Linked DNA regions of Sus scrofa: region 2 is linked to region 1. Evidence: chromatin contacts called from public Hi-C data. All regions are on one chromosome and are shown on one strand. Each heading gives the region's core, a stretch centred on a gene start, on an enhancer-like site or on the middle of the called end of the contact. The rest is flanking DNA. Distances are from core to core; before and after follow the strand shown.

The links. Hi-C and Micro-C count contacts between places; a contact is called where the count stands out from the background.
Region 2: a Hi-C map of liver shows a contact between it and region 1, with 7 times the contacts expected there. The contact joins two enhancer-like sites. A contact is called at or near these places in 4 of 47 Hi-C or Micro-C datasets (embryonic fibroblasts, liver, mesenteric adipose tissue and 1 more).

What each region holds. Positions count from the first base shown.
Region 1 is chr9:92,999,636-93,002,897 of Sscrofa11.1, forward strand. No RefSeq gene overlaps it. Among named protein-coding and RNA genes, the nearest start is that of ABCB1, 50 kb to the right of the region's middle. Within about 2 kb of position 1,681, at least 2 of the 83 cell types and tissues checked have an H3K27ac peak or open chromatin away from gene starts, as enhancers often do. A contact at or near this core is called in liver, where this site is marked.
Region 2 is chr9:93,328,991-93,332,495 of Sscrofa11.1, forward strand. No RefSeq gene overlaps it. Among named protein-coding and RNA genes, the nearest start is that of CROT, 23 kb to the left of the region's middle. Within about 2 kb of position 1,626, at least 1 of the 83 cell types and tissues checked has an H3K27ac peak or open chromatin away from gene starts, as enhancers often do. A contact at or near this core is called in liver, where this site is marked.

The sequences.
Region 1 (3,262 bases), core at 431-2,930:
CTTCCACATGCCACTGTTACAGTCAAAAAAAAAAAAAAATCCAAGAAATCATTTGTTAATGTAAGGTATATTAAGAGTATTCTTGGAAGTTCCCGCTGTGGCGCAGTGGTTAACGAATCCGACTAGGAACCATGAGGTTGCGGGTTCAGTCCCTGCCCTTGCTCAGTGGGCTAATGATCCGGCGTTGCCCTGAGCTGTGGTGTAGGTTGCAGACGCAGCTCGGATCCTGCGTTGCTGTGGCTCTGGTGTAGGCTGGTGGCTACAGCTCCAATTCGACTCCTAGCCTGGGAACCTCCATATGCCGCAGCAGTGGCCCAAGAAATAGCAAAAAAGACAAAAAAAAAAAAGAGTATTTTTATCTAAGACCATACAGTTTTACATAAAAAATATAGAGGTGAACTCATCATTACCATAAAAATTAATACCCAGCTTTACCCATTCTATCAAATAAAAGGGAAAGCCTTATGGGAACTGTTAAAAAAAAAGTTAAGAAACTTATTGGCACAACCTATATTTTAATTAAAAAATTAAGAAAAAAATAAATATGGTAATGTATAAAATTAAAAAAAAGAAATTAGAGTAGTCTCATAATAGTATTGTACCAATGTTAACATCCTGGATTTGGATTTGTATTATAGTTACTACCTGCTGTCATTCAGGGAAGCTGGATGAAGGGTACACAGGACTCTACAATTTTTGCAACTTCTTGTGAGTCTTTAATTATTTAAAAAGAAAAGGCTAAGAAAGAAATACAAGGAGTTCCCATTGAAGCTCAGAAGAAATGAATCTGACTACTATCCATGAGGATGCGGGTTTGATCCCTGGCCTCCCTCAGAGGGTTAAGGATCCAGGGTTGCTGTGAGCTGTGGTGTAGGTCACAGATGTGGGTCAGATCTGGCATTACTATGGCTGTGACATAGACTGGCAGCTGTAGCTTCGATTTGACCCCTAGCCTGAGAACCTCCATATGCTGCAGGTGTGGCCCTAAAAAGCAAAAAAAACAAAAAAACAAAAAAACAAAACAAAAAAACCCTTTATTTATTTTTTTCTCTTTTTGCTATTTCTTGGGCCACTCCCACAGCACATGGAGGTTCCCAGGCTAGGGGTCGAATTGGAGTGGTAGCCACCAGCCTGCGCCAGAGCCACAGCAGCACTGGAGCCAAGCCGTGTCTGCAACCTACACCACAGCTCATGGCAATGTCGGATCCTTAACCCAATGAGTGAGGCCAGGGATCAAACCCGCAACCTCATGGTTCCTAGTCAGATTCATTAACCACTGAGCCACAGTGGGAACTCCAAAAAATACTTTGTTTAAAAAAAAATTGGGGGTTGTTTTGTTTTGCTTTTTAGGGCCACACCTGCTGTTTATGGAAGTTCCCAAGCTAGGGGTCTAATTGGACCTACAGCTGCTGGCCTACACCACAGACATAGCAATGCCAGATCTGAGCCGCTGCCTGCGACCTTCACCACAGCTCATGGCAATGCTGGATCCCTGACCCATTGAGCAAGGCTAGGGATCCTCATGGATATTGGTCAGATTTGTTTCCACTGGGCCACGATGGGAACTCCCAATTTATTGCTCTTAAAAAAGATTAAACAAAACATTTTCAGGAGCACCTTCTGTAACAGTTGTCCTTTGTCCCATGTGGAAATTCTAACAGCAAGGTTTGAAAGACCTGTGCCCTTGGACTTGGGAAAATCAGAATAGCAAAGAGAAAAGCAGGAATGCTTACAGATATATGCAAGAGGCAAAGATACATGATGAAATACTTTCACCTGGACTCTTTGAAAAAAGCTAGTTTTGGTCACAAGAAAACGTGACCTTTGAACTGGAAACAACATTCTTGCTTTCTCTACTAGGCAGCTATAGTTGAGTGTTTTCCCTCTCATTGACTTACTTGTTATGTGGAGAAGCCCGAAGATTCTCCAGTCAGAAAAAACCTGGGTTTCTGTTCTGGCTGCCTGTTTGTTCACAAATGAGTGTTTGGGCAAGCTGCTTATTTTTTCTAAGCCCTTATTTCCTTGCTGGAAGTTAAGGGATTTCAGAAGCCACCTCACTGGATTACTTGATCACTAAAGAATGTAATAAGGTATTTAGAACAATACTCAAAGGATGGAATATGGTGGGGAAAAAAATGTTGGTTGCTCTTCAAAATCATCAATTCTCTCACATGAAAAGGAAGTTCTATTTTGTATTATTTTTCTCTTAACAATTTTCTTAAGTGCCTACGGACTAGATACTAGGAGAATTATAAGACAAGGAGCTCACAATTTAAGGAGACAGGAAATAAGTTTAGTGATGTGTGTAGTTTCCATGACACAAGATTTTTTGGGAAACATGGAAAGAAGAGAGCCATCACTTCTCCTAGGAGTGCCCTGAGGATTAAAAAAGGTTCCTGGAGGCATCCTTGTTGTGGCTCAGTGGGTTAAGAACCCAATGCTATCTCTGTGAGAATGAGGGTTAGATCCCTGGCCTCAGAGGGTTAAGTATCCTGTATTGCTGTGGCTGTGGTCGTAGGCCAGCAACTGCAGCTCTAAGAAATAACAGCTAACTTGGTAGGAAGAGACAACAAATGCAAAGGCAGACCAAGATCACCAAACACTGCAATCTTCTAGGGCTATGTAGCAAACAGCTCTAGGTACCTGAACCGTTTCCAAAGGCAGCCACTGCTCAGGGCATATTTATAGATACAGATCTAAAGTAAAATCATCAATAAGGATTATATTATACTATTTAGAGTCTTTTTAACTAAGGTAGGGAAATGTATAGTCCTTTAAAGAAAACGCAATTAATCCAAAATGTTTAAAATATTGTCTACTGTGGTTTAAATTTGTACACTTACATTATTAGCTTCAGTTACACAGAAGATTGCACTGCACAATAAATGCTGAGTAAAGCACTGCAGCTGATTAGAGAATTTTAAGCTTAACTCAAACATTAGTTACATAAAAAATATGAGCCCTTTATTCCCCAGGTACACTGAGAAACAGAGGTGCTATTGTTATGTGAAGTGGCATTCAAGTTATAACATCTTGACCTGTATAAAACTAAGAACAACTACGCAAATGTTTTTAAAAGTAATTTTGAAAATTGACATTTGTCTCCACTGTACTTAGCTCATCATATGGTCTCTCCTTAAATCTTATTAGTCTTTCCATCCATAAGATAGGAAAATTATGACCTTGTGTGGGGAGTTTCTCTTAAAGTATTAGTTTAAAAGGTTAACAAATATTATTTTTAAATGTTTATGCATATATAGAT
Region 2 (3,505 bases), core at 376-2,875, 330 kb after region 1:
TGTGGCATGAGTTTGATCCATGGCCCAGGAACTTCTGCATGCAATGGGCACAGCCAGACCAAATAATAAATAAATTAATTAAAATTAAAGGAAGTATCTTTTAAATAAAGTTCTCAAGTGATATTTTGAAAACTTGGTTTTATTGCAGACATTTGAGGATTTTTATCATTTTCTTTAGAGGAGCAGAGGATGAGAAATTATTTTTCAGAGACTAATCAAGGGCAAGACAAAAAATGCTTTTGGGAAATGTAAAATGCTATAAAACATAAATCAGCACAGTTGTCGTAGTTTTTATTTTCTTTAGATCTATGCAAGTCTCTCATCATCCCTGGGATCAAATTCTGTTGAAGATTCTGTTTATCAGTAGTACAATGATGTAATTAACTCAGGAAGATGGAAGCAGTGAAGAGCAACAACTCAATGATATATATCTCAAAAATTTTTTACATTAACAGAAGCTTCCTGGGAACAATTATATTTAAAATGAATGACACTTTTTTTCTTCTTAGGGCTGCACCCTCAGCATATGAAGTTTCTCAGGCTAGGGGTAGAATCAGAGCTGCAGCTGCACATAGCAATGTGGGATCCGAGCTGCATCCGCAGCTTATGCCAGAGCTTGTGGCAATGTCAGATCCTTAACCCAATGAGTGAGGCCAGGGATCAAACCCACATCCTCATGGATACCAGTTGGGTTTGTCACCACTGAGCCACAACAGCAACTTCTATATGACCCTCACTTTTTTTTCCTAATGATTTTTATTTTTTCCATTATAGTTGGTTTACAGTGTTCTATCAATTTTCTGCTATACAGCAAAGTGACCCAGTCACACATACATATATAGATTCTTTTTCTCATGCTATCCTCCATCATGCTCCATCATAAGTGACTAGATAGAGTTCCCAGTGCTATACAGCAGGATCTCATTGCTTATCCATTCCAAATGGAATAGTTTGCATCTATTAACTCTAGATTCCCAGTCCATCCCACTCCCTCCTCTTCCCCCTTGAAAACCACAAGTCTGTTCTCCATGTCCATGAGTTCCTTTTCTGTGGAAAGGTTTATTTGTGCTATATATTAGATTCCAGATATGCGATATCATAGGATTTTTGTCTTTCTCTTTCTTACTTACTTCTCTTATATGAGAGTCTCTAGTTCCATCCATGTTACTGCAAATGGCATTATTTTGTTCTTTTTTATGACTGAGTAGTATTCTGTTGTGTATATGTACCACATCTTCTTAATCCATTCATCTGTTGATGGACATTTAGGTTGTTTCCATGTCTTGGCTATGGTGAATAGTGCTGCTTTTCTATTGAACTATGAACACACCCTCACACCATACACAAAAATAAACTCAAAGTGGCTTAAAGACTTAAACATAAGACAAGATACCATCAAACTCCTAAAAGAGAACATAGGCAAAATATTCTCTGACATCAATTTTACAAATGTTTTCTTAGGTCAGTCTCCCAAAGCAACAGAAATAAAGGCAAAAATAAACCATTGGGACCTAATCAAACTGACATTCCCTTTTCAATTTGAATCACTGCCCGACACACTTTGAGATTTGTACTTTTCACTGACAATTCTGCTCACAGCAGTAAACATGCCCTCCTTCCCCACAAGTGGACATAACCTTCAAAAGGGTCTGAGTAGGCAACTTGAAGGCCAGCCTATCCGGGAATTCATTTTAGCTCCTGTTGATTTTCCAAATTCAATTTATTTACTTACCTCAAATGAGTTTACAAAATCAAAATGTTCTTACTTGGATTAAGTTTGTTTCAACTCGTATAGTTTACGTTGCTGTCAGAAGCTGTAAAATGTCAAGGTTAAAAAAATAACCTAAGTCCAGAAGGCAAATTTCAAAATAGGAGGGACATTTTGGTCCCTTTACGAATATTTTGAAAAAGAAGCAAAGAGAACACAGAAGGTCATTAGCACTGAAAAGAATAAATATGCCCCCTTGATATTGCTAATATTGTAATGATCTCCAAGTAAATTGGGACACCAATTCCATCATATGTGTGTTAGTTTTCTAGGGCCGCCATCACAAAATACCACAAACTGGGCAGCTTAGACAACAGAAATTAATTTTCTCACGGTCCTGGAGGCTAGATATCCAAGATCAAGGTGTCAACAAGTTTGGTTTCTTCTGCAGCCTCTCTCCTTGGCTTGCAAATGGCCACTTCTTGCCGTGTCCCCACCTGGCTGTTTGTCTGTACATATGGATCCCTGGTGTCTCTCTGTGTCTTAATCTCTTACAAGGACACTGGTCAGATTGAATTATAGCCTGGCCCCAACAGCCTCATATTAACTTAATTGTTACTTTAATTTAAAATGCTCTTTAAGTGTGGTTGCCAAGGGGAACAGGGAGGGAGTGGGACAGACTGGGAGCCTGGGGTTAATAGATGCAAACTATTGCATTTGGAATGGATAAGCAATGAGATCTTGCTGTACAGCACTGGAAACTATATCTAGTCACTTGTGATGGAGCATGATGGAAAATAACGTAAGGAAAAGAATGTGTATATGTATGTGTGACTGGGTCACTTTGCTGTACAGCAGAAAATTGACAGAACACTGTAAACCAACTATAATGGAAAAAAATAAAAACCATTAAAAAAATTTTTTAAATAAAATGCTCTTTAGGATTTCCCTTGTGGTACAGCAGGTTAAGGATCTGCCATTATCACTGCAGCAGCTCAGGTCATTGCTGTGGCAAGGGTTCAATCCCTGGCAAGGGAAATTCCACATGCCTTGGCATGGCCAAAAAAAAAAAAAATATATCCTCTTTAAAAGTTTGATTTAAAAATTGCCAAAACTGGAGTTCCCGTTGTGGCTCAGCAGGTTACAAACCTGACTAGTATCCATGAGGGAGAGGGTTTGATCCCTGGCCTTACTCAGTGGGTTAAGGATCTGGCATTGCCATGAGCTGCAGTGTAGGTCACAGTCACTGCTCAGATCTGGCATAGCTGTGGCTGTGACATAGGCTGCAGCTGTAGCTCTGATTGGACCCCCAGCCTAGGTACCTCCATATGCTTCAGGTTTGGCCCTAAAAAGCAAAAAAATAAAATAAAATAAAAAGAAAAACTGCCAAAATGCAGTCACATTCTGAGGTAATGGGGACTAGAGCTTCAACAAATGGATTTTAAGGGATACGACCAGTTCATAATGACGTGTAAATCAAAGAACCACAGGTCCATTAGTACTTTACTAATATGCTAATACTTCTAGAACTAGTGTGGAATAAAGGATTATACTAAGGTTTCTTTTTAAAAGACTTTAGGTTTAGGGAGTTCCCTTTGTGGCTCAGTGGTTAATGAACCTGACTAGGATCCATGAGGATGTGTGTTCGATCCCTGGCCTCACTCAGTGGGTTAAGGATCCAGCGTTGCCATGAGCTGTGGTGCAGGCCAGCAGCTGTGTTAATTTCTGCTGTACATCAAAGTGATTTAGCTATACATATATATTTTTTAATATTATTTTCCATTATGGTTTATCATA